Linked DNA regions of Astyanax mexicanus: region 1 is linked to region 2. A link is a contact called in public Hi-C data. All regions are on one chromosome and are shown on one strand. The core of a region is the stretch at or near the end of the contact, and the rest is flanking DNA. Distances in the headings are between cores, read along the strand shown.

Region 1 (7,647 bases), core at 1,042-3,541, 80 kb before region 2:
CAGTAAATTTTGCATTTAATTTGGAAATCAAGGGAGCAGATACTGGAGGAAGAGTGGAGAAGCACTCAGTCCATGCTGTTTGAGGTCTAGTGTGAAGTTTCCACAATCGGTGATTAAAATAAATTATTGTGTTTAATATATCTATATAATATATGTTTCATATTTTGAAACATATTACTAAAAAAAAAAGTAATTTTTCCTATTAGTACTCTTATTGGTGCAGTGAGATGCCCAGACAGGGAATTAAGCTTTAGCCACAGTGAAGCCTTTGTGACACACACTATTGCGACTCCAATCACTTTATCACTGTATATGCAGTCCTAACTTTTAGTATCATTTAATTTTAACATTTTTATATGAAATATATATGGATTCATTCAAATAAATAAAGTAAAACTGCTGGTTAAATAGAACAGAAAAAAGACTTAGTATGAACATGTTTTGCACATAATCTATAGAAGGTCTAGAAACTGTTATAACTATAATTCTGATTAAGGTACATTTCACACCCAGAAAAGTACACTTTTTGCTCACCCTCTCAGTGTGTCCAGACTCCGGATCCAGGCAATCCAGGGCACTCTCCACTCTGAGCAGCCGTCCAGAGAGGGACAACAGCAGACTCGTCACCTTGTCCAGGTCCCCAATAAACATGCGGTACTTGTCCACCTCGTTAGGCTTGCAGACAGCCAGCACCAGGCTTTCCACCTCCTCACCCAGCTGAGCGTTGGCCCTGATGTCCTCCTGCAGACCCCTCTGAGCGTCATGTAATACACCCAGCTTCTTACGCAGACTCTCTATTAACTGTTTCTGCAAACAGTAGAAACACATAAAGCACAGAAAAGTCAGAATCTTTGAAAGAACATTCAGATGTAAACAGATCAGTCAAGTCAAGACCCTCAATGAAAACAGAGATTTATACTGATATCAATTATATATAGGGTAGAGGTGTAGGCTTTGTGGCAATGTGTCTAATTCTGGCTAATATATACTGTAGGTTTCTATCTCATTTAATTGGCATCAGTTAGAGCAGCAAGCCATCGTTGCTAAGGCCCTTGAGCAAGGTCCTTAACCCACACTGCAGCTATGGCTGCCCACCACTCCGGGCATGTGCTCTTACTTTATCACTGTGTGTTTATTTGAACAACTGATCATTCATTCATTGTTTCTTCACAAATTAAGGGTATTAAAAATGAGTGTATCCTGCTTTTAAGTCCTAAGATAAGTTTTTACTAGATTTTGGAGCATTGCTGTGAGAACAAGAACATTAAAGAGGTCAGGATGTTAAATGATCTCTATCTCAATTCATCCCAAAAGTATTGGACAGAGCACCATCATCATTCCAGAAAAAAAACAGTTTACTGATCCACGGCTCAATTCTGGAGGATTTATAGCTGTCTACTCCATATCTGGCATGAGACATGTTGCCAATAGGTGTCCTATTCCTTTGGCAGTAGCGTTCTTAAAGAACATACCAACTGTGCGTGTGAATTTTGAAATGTTCTTGATCAATTAAATAGATTTATACATCCATTAGAAGGGGTTATAGGTGTTATAGATATAGATACATATAGATATAGTGTAGCTCATCTATGTAGGTAAATAGGGGGCCTAGTCTAGGAATAGACAGCAATTGAAACAGAGATTATCCATTAAAGAAAAACATAGTCTACAACTAAATTTAATCCCTGTCTGAGAAACTGAGCCTAAGTGTTTTATTTAAACTAGTCCAGCACACTTATTCCTTCAGACTGAACTAATATATTATTAGTTGAAAAGTCTACAAACCTTGTAGTTAAGCTCCTCCTCCCCCTCCTTCACCTCGGAGAAGTTGCTCATCTTGTTAAAGAGCTGGGCTTTGCTGGTGGAATCACTGTAGGTAGTGGAGGCTAAGGCATGTGATGTTGAGGAGAGCTGTCTGGAAGACCTAGGCCAATAAACATGCAGGGATTAAGAAATTTGACATATAAAATACTACAATTTTATCATAGTATCATGCCTATAAAATGGTTATTTAAAGAAATGAAACCCTACCTCTCTAGAGTGTCCACATTGACTGGGTATCCTCCTCTCCAGCCCTCTCCTCCACTCCCTGTGTCTGTGCACTGAGGGAAGAGTTCCACCATCAGCTCCTTCCCAGCCTTTTCACAGTCCTTCTCTAAGAAAGAGTCCACCAGGGACACTCTCTGTCCTCTTCTCATCCCTGCCAGAGGAGCTTCCTCCTCAGTTACAGTGTCTATGTCAGTTTCCAGCACAGTCACTGGCTGAGCAAAACACTGCATCTCCATCCCGCCCTCCTCTCGGCTCTGCTGCTCCACTGAGGTGCCCTCATCCTCATGGACCTCATCGATGTCCGTCTCCAAGGGCAAGGTCTGCTCCTGGATCGGAAGTGGAGTTTGGGTAGATGGTTCCAGATGTTTACACACTGCTCCTGTTTGTTGTGGCCAATTCTGCAAGTGCTGCTGGTAGGTGTTGTTGTTGTTCATTGTGAAGTAGGACTCGGGAGGGACAGCTCCAGGATAAGAGCCATTTTCAGATGGGTTGGGTCCTGAAGATCTGCTAGTGCTATTGGTTGGTGAGGAATTATGAGGATTGGTCAGGTCCCATTCTGCTCTATGCTTATGGAAGACAGGCTTGACCACAGGTGGCTGGTACTGATCTGAAGGCAGTCTCCAGGTTGGGTGTGGCAATCTAAAAAAAAAAGGTACAGAATGATAGAGACAATTGAGGTAATGCATAGAAAGTATGGCTGGGTGATATTACTATATTGTCTGTTTTAACAGTAAAAAAAATATTTGTAAGTGTGCAAAATTAGTAATATTTAATGTTAATTTTACATATATTTCCAAGGTAGTCAAAACAAGCACAATAAATCTATAATAAAATAAACTTTAATTTAGCTGTTTTTAAAGGAATAACAAACAGCTCCCTTCAAGCTTTACATTAAACAAGGTGGAAACATAACTTATTTTTATTTCAGTTAAGGAAAAGCCTGACAAATCACTGCTACATAATAGTTCTTTAACCTCTGGCAGGTTCTATGCATCTACATGTAAAGATGTATAATCTTTAATCTCATTTATTTCTTAATTATTTCAGAAATAACTGAGAAATAATAAGAAATAGAAAGCAGCTACTTAAAATGCTAAAAACAATAAAGTAAGCATTGGTTCTGAGCAGAATAAGGACCTGTTGCGATTGCTTTAAGGTGGAATTTGTATTTTTTTTTTTACCTCTATCACCAACTTCCTGTTTCCTGCATCTATGGCTAAGATTTTATATATTTATGATTGCTAAATACTTGCTTTACTTCATTTACTAATAGGAGCTATTACGATTACATCTCGATTACAAGCTCGTCATATTTTAAGCTCTGGTCAACCTAGTCAACTCTGGAATAACCTTCCAAAAAATGTTCAGAACATAAGTCTCATTTTTAAGTCTAGGCTCAAACTCCAGTTAGCTTAGCTTTTCATTTTTGTCATCAATGTTTCGCTTTAAATAAAGGCTACAGATCCACAAGGTAATGAACACAGGGAATTGTGGTAAAGTGAGATGAAGGTGCTGTTGTAGTGCCTCTTGCACAGGATCACTTAGTTTGTGCTCTCAAGTCTATGTTACCTTCTGGCCCTCTCTTTTGTTTTTGTTGGGCTGTTTTTGTCAAATCTGCTGGAGTTGTTTTCCACACTCAGTTTGTTCACATGTTCCTCTGTACTCCATAAATCAAATCAGAACTAATTCCAGCTCTTTACCTTTATTTAAGTTAATCATGATGGAAGTGTAATATGAGAATTTATAGGCATCCTTACCTTGTGCTCTGCTCGACTTGTGCCACTGCTGGAGGTGGGTCTATCTCACTATTCATATCGTAGTGGTGAGTCGGGGGCACGTCTTGCTCTTTTGGAGGTGGAGCTACCGGTTTAAAAGCTCTGCGACTGAAAGCAGGGCTGGGTGGAGCAACTGGGCATTCCTGGTGGCACTGCTGACAGTTCTCCATCCCATCCCTCGGAGGAAGGCTATAGGACCTCTGCCGTGTCAATTCTGTGACGAGAGGTGGGCGTGACGTATACGTTTGCGGCGGTGGGGAGGGTGCAGGTGGAGAGGAGAAGAGGTTGTGGTGAGAGGCCCGTCTCATGTGAAACTGCCCCCACTTTGGAGGTGGCGGACGAGGAGGAGGAGGACCTTTCTTCTTCTTTTCCTCGCTATCAGAGGGGATGTTCTCGTCCAGTTCTCTGAGGGTGGAAGACATTCTGCCCGAGTTGGTATTAGCTGCTAGGTGGCTTTGAAGGCAGGGAATCAGCACACGTAGATCGTTTTCTGACATGGCACGGTTTCTGAGTAGTGATGACCTGAAGGGTTGGTTCTCATTGTTATTAAAACGTAGCCTGTTATTATTATTCCACTGGCTCTGGAAGCCTGGAGCCACAGTGACCTCTACTGGCCTGGAGTCTCGTCTGTAGTGGGGATAGTCCCTGTGGGGAAATAAAATATGATTAACTGTGTGGGTCATGCTGTTGCAGGATATAAAAAAGAACATTCTGTTGAGACAATATTTCATTTCTGAGTTTTGTTCCCTAAAAGCTCTAGTGCAAAATAAAGCAAACTAGACTACACACACCAAAAATAAAATACAATAAAGAAAGGTAAGAAAATTTTTGAGGGGAACATTCCTTTAAACAAAGGACTTACCTCTCAGTCAGACTGAACTTCCTGTTGAGCTTTGTTTGTTCCAGCTCCCGTACAGGATAGGCCTGTGGAAGACATGTGCCAAGTGATTCAAAACAGGAATTAGAACAGGAAAAGTGTTCGGATGCTATAGTTTCCGTGGTGCCTGAGGCCCAAAATGAGCTTTATGGAAAGCTTTGTTGTACTGGTGGAAGTACTTAGGCCTAACTACTTTCTGCCACAGTCAAATTACCATTCAACAAAGCATTTTTAAAACCTAGCAGCAGATCCAACTCCAGTTGTGAAATTATGCTCATGATTCAGTCTATACCGTGTAGGCTAAATTTCCCCCAAATACAATACGAAATAAATGTCTCACAACTGTTTATTCTTACCCAGACAGAGCATATCTAAAAATAGATTATCTGGATCAGTTTGAACCCAAATCTGCAAAGTCATCATGAAATTGTATCTCTAAATGTTTAGAGAATGGAGGACATGAACTGAAAGCAAAGAATAATAAAACAGCATACATATTCAGTCTTCCTGTAAGATTGGGGTCAGCTTATAACATATTTTATATTCAGTGACATAGCCAACCGTTTCCTCGTGGGATACAGAGGAAGCACAATTTTAGGATGTCCTGCACATCTGGTAGCATTAAACAGGGATCCGACTTGATTTAAAATAAATGTCCAGTTTCTATCCATGCAGTTTTTATTGCAATATTAGGAAACTACTAGGTTATGAATAGAATTCCAGTGTTTTAAACCATTTGTAACCAAAAAATATAGCATATATCTAAGCTAATTTTACACCCTCGCTATCATAAAACAGTCATTCTGTGTCCCTCATGCTAATATTATGATTTATTATGTGTAGTTTCACTCCAAGTTACAGTGCATAACATTTTAACATCTTTCCAAAACTTTCTTTTTCCGTTCCTGTTAAACAACAGTATCATTTTTATGGTAACTTTACCACAGATCATACATTCTTACAAAAGTTATTAAACCATAGATTTTAAACCACCTTTAACTGTTTGTTCCTCTAGAAGCTAAACTACACCAGACACTAAGCCAGCAAAACAGTGTAAGAGTCTTCTCCAAAGTTATTTTTGGTTGTATCAAGAGCAAATGATCAAAATCCAAAAGTTCAAATCCCACTAGTGTTCCAGACGCAAAACAATGGACACGTATAACAAACTCCCATTGTTTTTAGGGCTGTTATAAAACTGTGGATTGCATGGGAGACACATTTAAACTGGTCTATATGAGTGTTTACATATCTCTGATACATGGTTTTGATTAATAGAACATTAACACAGAAATGAGCACATGACAAAATGTACCAGTGTTGACAAATTCTTAAAAAACTGCTATGTAAATACTCTCCCAAATCTATTTAGTATTTTTTTATACAGAGTTTGCTTTCCTTTACTTAATTGAACTTGAACAATTGCACCCTATGTATGCATGTTAGTATTTTGTAAACATAAAAGCAATTAAAACAAAATAAAAAATGTAAAAAATTAATCACAACATCACAACGTCTAGAATAGCGGGTTATCCGGTATGCTAACAGACACAGCAACCGGGCTCAGCAAGCTGTAAACAGGTTAGCAGCTATGCGTACCCTTTTTGTTTTAAGCTGGATTATTTGTTAACAGTTAATGACAGGTAGCTAAACACTGCACTAGTTATAAAGCTCAGAATATCAAATTTCAAATTTGAAGTTGTCAAAAATCCAGTGCATCCCTACTTTCTAAGGAATTGTGCAGTTGGTCAGTGTTTTAAATGATGATATCCTCAATATGCTACCATGAAAAAAACGTCATATACCTCTATGTGGAGGACCACTTTATCCTAAACAGTGGCATCACAAAACAACCTTCAGTCATTAATTGAAATAATGCAATACTCTATTTTTAGATAGTTTACCTCTGTTGGGGTGCAGCTCCTGGCCTTGTTTCCTGGGTGTAGGCAGCAGTGGTCTGATTGATACTGGTGGCTCATCACAGGTCTGAAGGCTGAGCATGGCTTTTGAATATCAGGGACACTTTGAATGTAGGAATTGTCTGGATGAGAACTATAAGGGGTGACACCACTTTGAGAAAGGTACTGCTGGTTTTGATGGGTTCCATGGGGCAAAGGTGGTGGCATAATGGTGTTGTTGACATCATGACCCGCATACACAACATCTCTGTCCATTTCCCATTTTTCCTCTACATGTTGCACTCGTTCTTGTTCTCTTTCTACCATTATTGCATTTGCCATTTCTCTTTCTCTCTCTTTTTGTTCATCCTGCTCCTTTTTCCATGCTTGAAACCTCTCCTGTTCTTTGATTCTCTCTTGCTCCCGGAGTCTCTCTTTTTCTCTTTGTCTCTCCTTTTCTTTCTCTCTCTCCCTCTCTTTCTCCCTCTTCCTCTCAATTTCCACCATCCTCTCTCTTTCTCTATCCCTTTCTCGTTGCGTGCTGACAAACTGTCTCCTAGCCTCAAGCGAACTCACTGAAGTTCCATCATGAACTCCGCCCTGGTAGGAGAACCTCCTCCGTCCAAGTTCAGGGACTGACTCACGAGGGGGATCAGGAGATGATGGCTCATCCAACTTCCCCTGTTTTTCTGGCCTCTGGCGGCGACTAGTCAGGCTTGCAAGGTTGGTCACAGACTGGCTCAGGTTTCTGATAGTCTCCTCAAAGAACTTTCTGCGGTCTGCAAACGGTAGGATATCGCAATCATCTGTCCTACTGGAGCGACCACTCGAAGACCCCACTCTAGCTCTAGTTGTTTGAGGCTTCCAAGGTGGCGGCGTTATTTCTTTGACACTTTTCTTCTCAGATACTTCCACTTCTGGTTGCAATTTATTTTCCGGTGTCCAACGCCAGCGGCGAGCTTTACCTGCTGGTGCAACCTCCTCAACTACACGCACACATACTGGCCTTATGCCATCTGTTGATGGGAAGCCCTGGGTTTCATGCTGGGAA
Region 2 (7,462 bases), core at 3,800-6,299:
GAATGCAGAGAATTTTAAACAAAATATTTAATGTTTTTGTCCGATCAGCTTTGTTACGTATGTTAATATAGGTCCATTCACATATTTAAGTCTGCAACACATTCTAAAAAAATTGGGACGGTAAAGCATTTTTTTTTACTTTATAATGTTTCCTTTGTTTCCAACAACACTCTAACACACTAACACTTTTTAGCAACATTTAAAGAGGAGTTTGAAGAGGAAAGTCTGTTGTTTTAAGGTGTTTTATAAAACCAGTACTTGACCACAGTAAGAAGGTATTTTGAGTTTTATTTAAAGAGTGAAAAGTTCTCCTTGGAGAGAAGTTATCCAAGTTGTAAGCACTGAATTCTATCTCATATTTGTGTGGCAAATGATCTAAACCAGGTAGTTACACTATATTGCCAAAATAATCTGCTTGCCTACATTATGTTAAGTGATGTGAGGCTTGGATGGGGCTGCCCAGCTAAGGAAACCATTCCATAGAGCTCTCTATGCTCTACTGTTCTTGGTGACCTGAGCAGTGTTTTCCTTTGCATCCATTGATCCTGCTCATTATTTTACGCTGACAGAGCAAAATGCTTCTGTTCCCAGCTGTTTCTAATTTGCTATAATAATAACAGTTGACTGACAGTTGACAGTGGAACATTTTATTAGTGAGGACATTTCACGATTGGACTTATTGCACAGGTGGCATCCTGTGAGCATCCCATTCTTTCACTAATGTTTGCAGAAGCTGCGTTTCAATGATTTGGATGAGTGAGCAAATACTTTTGGCAACATAGTGTATATGGATTGATGTGACCACCTTGATCTATAGAACTGGAGGGCACGGGAGTGAAGTAAGCACACTTAAACAAGGCACGTTTTCTATTTGCACACTTGGATGCTTAAGGCTCTAGATGTATATGTGTGTGTTCACTGTCACAATCTGAGAGTGCACAGTTGATCATGCACTTTCTGGGTTCTGGGCCAAAGCCCAAAAGGAGTTATCTAAGGTCTAAGACCTTTGTAGACATTATGCAAGAGTTCAAAACATTTTTATTTTCCAGACACAAAATGTATTTAACAAAAATAATACATAAATCTTGTTTAAACTGTTGAAGTATGTTTTATCTTTAACCTTATGACGTTTAGAGATTGGTTTCTTCTCTGCTCACTTTACTGGAAAACCACCACAGAGTTTTTAGCTTTTTGCATTTACCCTGGAATGGAAATCTATTGCACTCTTTGGTCCTTTTTTTTTTGTTTTTGTTTTCTTCATTTTAATGCCAATGAATCAATCCCAAACAACTGGTCCAGTTCCAATCACTGTCAAGTTCAGATGCTGCACTGTGCTCTCAAAGGCATCTTGGGCTCTGCAATACTTTGCTTCAGTTTATTGATGTAGACAATGAGGCATGAAGATATTATAGCTAAACTGACTGAGTTTTGGGCCTTTTTTTTCCTCTTTTAGCAGATTTAAAAAAAAAATCTTTCATAGACTTGGCTGGCTGACCTGGCTGATCCAGTCATGGCCAGGCAATGTTCAATGATAAATGTGTTTTAGCTCCAGTCCCATGATATTTGGCATGTCTTTGTATATTTACATTGCCTTAAAAAGGGTTTTCCCTTCCCATAGAGTAGCCATTGTTAAGGATTTGCGCTGTGTACTGTGCATGAACTATACACAGCTTAATGGAATTTAATCTTTGACCCACAAGAAAGATTCCCCTACATTAATATGACTAATGGTAGAGGAATGTAAATGCATGCATTTATTCTTGAATGCAGCGTGGTTGTTAATGAATCACTTTTGATGACTTTTTGCACATTCATAATGACAGATAAGCACGGCCTTGGCCATTGGAGCCAGGGCTGCTGAGCTTCAGCTGAGAGGATGGCAAATATGTTTAAAACAAGGACACATTCTTATGAAATGATTATTCATTTTAAGGGCACTCAGGATGATGTTCAAAGCATGGGACATCACATTCAGTCATCGTGGACCTTTGTGATGACTTGGAGTGGAGACAGATTCCTCAAGTTCCCCACATTTTCTCTTTTTCTCTGCTCCCTTGTCACATTTCTGTCCATGACTACACATTGCATGTGAGTCACTTCGCTGAGGCAATGGTTATGATCTATATGTTGCCACGTGTAGTCTTTAATCTTGCGTCTTGCAAGAAGCCAGAGTTCACATTTCCCCAAACACATCTCATTTAGCTCATCAGTTAGTTATGGGGGTTAGTAGGTGTGTGTTTGAGAAGTCATCAGACTGCAGGATCACAGCCCATCAGGGTTAATGGTTGGGTTGTAGAGCTGTAGTTAAGACTGACTGTAGTCAAATCTAAACCAAGCTTAGTCTGAGTCTTTAGAATGGCAGAAAGTTGTTGGATTTGAGAGTTGATGCATAATACTTAATGTTCATTAACAATGAAAAATAAATTAAATTAATTTCAAGACATCTTAATTAGAGAGATTATAAATTACAATGTTACTAGATATAATTTTTCCATTGGGTTTGGGTTTTTTATGTCTAAAATGATACCATAATTTCAAAAGATTCCAGTGGTAAAGTATATGTGACAGGTGTAGTGTAACCTAATTAACCTGATATACTGCTTTAAAAAAATAAGAGGCCACTTAAAAATGATTAATTTCTTTGATTTTACCTAATTGAAAACCTCTGGAATTTAATCAAAAGGAAAATGGATGATCACAAGCCATCAAATCAAGCTGAACTGCTTTATAAAAAACAGGGCTATTACACCAAATATTGATTTCTAAATTTTATGAATATGAACTTGTTTTATTTGCATTATTTAAGGTATTAAAGCATCTTTGTTACTTGTTAGCTATTTCTCATTTTCTGTATATAAATGTAAATAAATGCTCTAAATGACAATATTTGTATTTTGAATTTGGGAGAAACATTGTCAGTAGTTTATAAAATAAAACCACAATGTTAATTTCACTCAAATATATACATATAAATGGCAAAATCAGAGAAACTGTGGTCTCTTATTTCTTCCCGAGCTGCATCACCCAGAATATCACTACAGATATCAATAAAAGTCATATTTATTATTACACTGAAATATGTGTTAGTCCAGAACATAAGATCTTCTGCTTGTATTAACTTTCTTGCGCCTGCCCGAGACAGATTTGGGTGGGTTTGCCAAAAGGTTCTTAGCACTAAGATTATTCTTGAACTTGTCTTAATGCTAAGACAGTTTTGGGGAAACTGGGCTCTGATCAATAAGCAGTGAGAACATGCTTGTGTGGTTTGTTGTAATGCATTTTGTTGAAATTGTGTTTTGTGTCAAACTAACCCAACAAGGAAAACATTCCAGTTAAAAAAAAACTTGTAAAAAAAATTATATAGGTGTAAAAACACCCTTGAAATTACCCATTTTATATATTTGTCTCAGTGTACTATACCACTTGCATTTATATATATAATATATAAATACATATAATACTAAACAAATAAAACCTGAGTTTGAGCAAACTCAGCCCATAGGCTGCTAACAGTTCTGCAAGAGAAAGTCTAGTGACCTCTCTAAGTATACAATTAGAGATAAGAACATTTTGAATTAAATAAAAGATTTCCCTTATCTTTAAGAGTGAATTTAGGAGGAACTAGTCCTGACTAATAGTGGAGCAAGATTGTGAAGACAAATAAATTAAAACAATTCATAAATATACATGTTTAAATCAATTCTTAATGACATCAGTATATAACAAAACATTTAGGAACTACAGGCATTTTACAAACTAACAAGATTATAAATATATGGATTATTTTGAACATTATTTTGATTTGTGATATGGGGCTGATTCTATTTAAGAAGATTTCATTTTCTTGACATTTTCTTGAAAAGCTCTGTTGATTTCTACCTCTATCAGCAGTTTCTCCATATCACAAACCCTTCACTTCTTTCTGCAAACTCAAGCAATTTTGGTTACTAATAGATAATCAAATCAAAAAATCGGTCTAAAGCTACGTACACATTAACATGCTAAAGTGACTCAAATCGTTTTTTTTTTTTACCTTGATGTAAAACAGATTTGGCACAAGACCGGCAATGCAGCAAAACAACCGAGAATGTGCATCGATAAAACAATGTCTGCAAGTGTTCCATTTCAAGGACAGATTTGTAACATCACCTACATTTACAAATTTAAATCATCAGTTCAGCCAAATCTCATCGAGATTTGGCTGAACTGATGATATATATATACCATATATATACCATATAAAACCATATTCTTAGCGATACGACACATAATTGAATTAATTTTAAGAATATACTATTGTAACAAAATAAGTATAAGTAGCAAATTAGTAACTAATAAGTATTACATTTTATTACATTCAGTAGAAACAAAAGCACAAATAACAGTAATAAACATTATTTAATGGTTAAGTAATGTCTCCACTAATTATTCATTAAACTAGTTAAAACATTATAATAATGTTAATTATTAATAATGTCTAAATTACATTGATAATAATAACTGTTCATTAATAATTAGTTTAGACATTCTGTTGGGAGTACTGTTAAGTAATATGCCTTTATTATTATTTTTATTATTATTGTTACCAAAAAAAATCTGTGTTTGTCTATTTTGAAAACAGTAACTTAGTAACTTACAAAAACTTGATTTTGTATAAAATAATGTAACAAAAAAAGACATAAGTTGCATTATATTTAGTGCAGCATATTTAGAGGAGTTATGGAGATATGGATATGGTTGAACTTTTAGACCTGTCTTTATATAATTATGTGTTCAAACACAGTCAATTTAAAATTTACTTTTAATAACTAATTTCAAATATTTAACATGTTTACATACTATATCAAACTAAAATGAACGTATGAACTTTGGCCTGTTGATAATCTTGCGATGCCGTATAATATCTTATCAGGTCCTAGCTACTGCTTCCCTTAACCCTGACTGCATTCTCACCCAGGGCCCCAGAGGAGCACGCTTATCCTTGTTGCAAATATTAAGCAAACAGATGATGTCACAACTGGGTACAAAAAGGCAGGGAGCAAGAGAGAGCGGGTGAAATGAAGATAGGGGACGTGAAGGAGACAGGCAGATTGGATGTGTCTGTGGTGCTGACTATAGAGTACACAAGGCTGTAGATAGCTAGGTAATGCCTCCTGAGTCTCTACTGCCTGAGTTTACAGAGATAGTTCAGAGAAATTGTGGTGAAACTCATTCCTTCAGAATGCAGGAGCAAAGACACTTCAGAAGAATATCTGTGACAGTTTGGTGCCTGGTGATTTTCGTCGTCGTCCAGCAGGTAAATCTTTTATTTTTTATTATTTTTATTATTTTTTTATATTTTTAAGCTGGCATGACCTTTAATTGTAAAGCCAATATGTAATTGCAATGTCCTTTATTTTAAGTATGCTGCAGTCATTAATTTTTATTTTTCCCAAGATCATGTTGAATTAAAAATCTTTGGGTAATGTTTAACGGCTGGGTATAGCAATTAATTTTCAGTTATTAGAAACTTGTGGCATAATTCATGCATGGACCTAGTCCATATAGGTTTATTACTTATGTATTGTAAAAATATATGAGTCTTTATTTTATGATGCAGTCACTTTTTCTTTTCTGTAGATTTGTGTGCTGAACTTGAACCTGTGTGTGTGGGTTTGCTTTTCAGGTGGCTCCAGGTCCTGTTCCAGACAGAGATGGAAAGTCAGATTCTGTGCAGGGAGCTGCAAAGTCACACAGGAGGTTGGCCCGCATGACGCCCCTTTGGAGGATCATGGGCACTAAACCCCAAGGAGCCTATTGCCAGAATAATTACGAATGCTCCACAGGCGTGTGCAGGTACAGTGATGCTATACATCTTTTTATTTTATGTGAATATACATCACATAATTGGGGGCAGTGGTGGCTCTTTGGCTAGAGCACTGGCTCATTGGTGACAGGGATGTGGGTTCGATACCTGGGCTTGGCACACTGCCACTGGCCACAGATGGATTAAAGATGGAGGCCACATTCCATCTTTGTGTCCAGCGAAAGTATGATAAATATTGCTATGTTTGTGTAATATTTCCAAAAGTAGAAGTAATTTACTCTGAGAACCTTGATGTTGAAGGCTCAGTGCTCTAACTGCGGAACCACACTACTAATCAAGCACTGTGGTAATTAGTTGGGGCTGAATACAGTTGGGGCTGATGTCCGCAGGAAGGGTAGATCTGCTGGGATCTCCAGGGCAATGTTTAGACTGCAGAATTTTTTTTGTCAAATCACGTGTCTGTCTGCACTGATATTTGCCAGTGATTAGATTAGATTAGATTAGATTTGTGTGTCCGACCTCAAAAATATATGTGCATACATATGTGTGTTGCTGTCTTTTGAGGTTGGCATCAGTAACTAACCTTTGGTGCTCTTCTTTAATCCCCCTGCACTTCTGTCACTCTGGGTTTGATGAGGTTGTTGTCTGTTGTAATGTGACCCAAAAAAAAGGCCCAAGCCTCCAGTTTGAGACGCAAATCTGAGTGTAACTGCATTTTCAAATCACCTCCTGATGTGGTTTGGATCCAAATTGGATTTCGTTTTTGTTCATGATTGGCTGTTCAAATGTAAAAAAAAAAAAAAAAAAAAAAATATATATATATATATATATATATATATATATATATATATATATATATATATATACGAAAACATTCTAGATATGCAAAAATAAAATCTGGACTGGCAGTCTGAACATAGCCCTGAGTTCTGGTCTGGTGTAAACTTGCTTTGTTAAACAGATGCTCATTATTATTATTACTATGATTTATTTTCTTTTTTAATTTTTCTTTTTACAGGAATGGACATTGTACCTTCAGTCAGCCGATTAAGTCCTAAGAGGGGATAAGATTTCTTCTTCTCCTGCGCAAGTGAGGATGACTGTCCAGCCCCTGCACAGAAACCTGTATTTACCCAGTGCATGGAGACAAAAAGGGCTTGATTCGGTCAGCAATGTGAGGAAAATGTGATGTAATGTGCAATGTGTTGTGTTTAAAGACAGGCTACGCCTAAACTAAGCTAAGAGTAGGATCTCACTATGTTTGTGTCGAATTATGGGCAATATAGAGTGGTCTGGAGCTGAAGCTGTGTAGGTGGGCATGTTACGCTCCAATTATAATCATATCAGTTCATAATATTCACACGTAAACTCTCTCTCCAGTGTATCAACATAAACCTCATAACCTTCAAGTGCAAAGCATGGTATATATATTTATACTATTATTCTATAATATCTTCTATTTAATAACACATTTTCTAAAATTTTCCAGACCATGAATAGATCCTCTCATATACATGTGTACATGTAAGATTTTTGGTGGTGCTAGTGATGGAGGTGTAGTGGGAATAATACTGTAGAGGCCTCTGGATACACTTTAAGCTTAGAATCTGTCTGTTTCCAGAAGAGCGCTTCTCAGTATTGTATCATGTCATGTCT

Evidence for each region. Hi-C and Micro-C count contacts between places; a contact is called where the count stands out from the background.
Region 1: a Hi-C map of muscle shows a contact between it and region 2, with 17 times the contacts expected there. The contact joins the enhancer-like site here to the promoter of leap2 in region 2. A contact is called at or near these places in 2 of 3 Hi-C or Micro-C datasets (both in muscle).

The regions. Positions count from the first base shown.
Region 1 is chr8:24,264,070-24,271,716 of AstMex3_surface, reverse strand. shroom4 (shroom family member 4) reads right to left here. Exons shown (of 10, transcript XM_022678404.2): 4 at 6,603-7,647; 5 at 4,687-4,748; 6 at 3,807-4,469; 7 at 2,032-2,688; 8 at 1,786-1,924; 9 at 535-807. Among protein-coding and RNA genes, the nearest start is that of cskmt, 15 kb to the left of the region's middle. Within about 2 kb of position 2,291, the one cell type or tissue checked has an H3K27ac peak away from gene starts, as active enhancers do.
Region 2 is chr8:24,186,734-24,194,195 of AstMex3_surface, reverse strand. leap2 (liver-expressed antimicrobial peptide 2) reads left to right here and starts at 5,049. Exons shown (of 3, transcript XM_007248060.3): 1 at 5,049-5,296; 2 at 5,666-5,835; 3 at 6,825-7,462. The coding sequence starts at 5,147. The coding sequence ends at 6,864.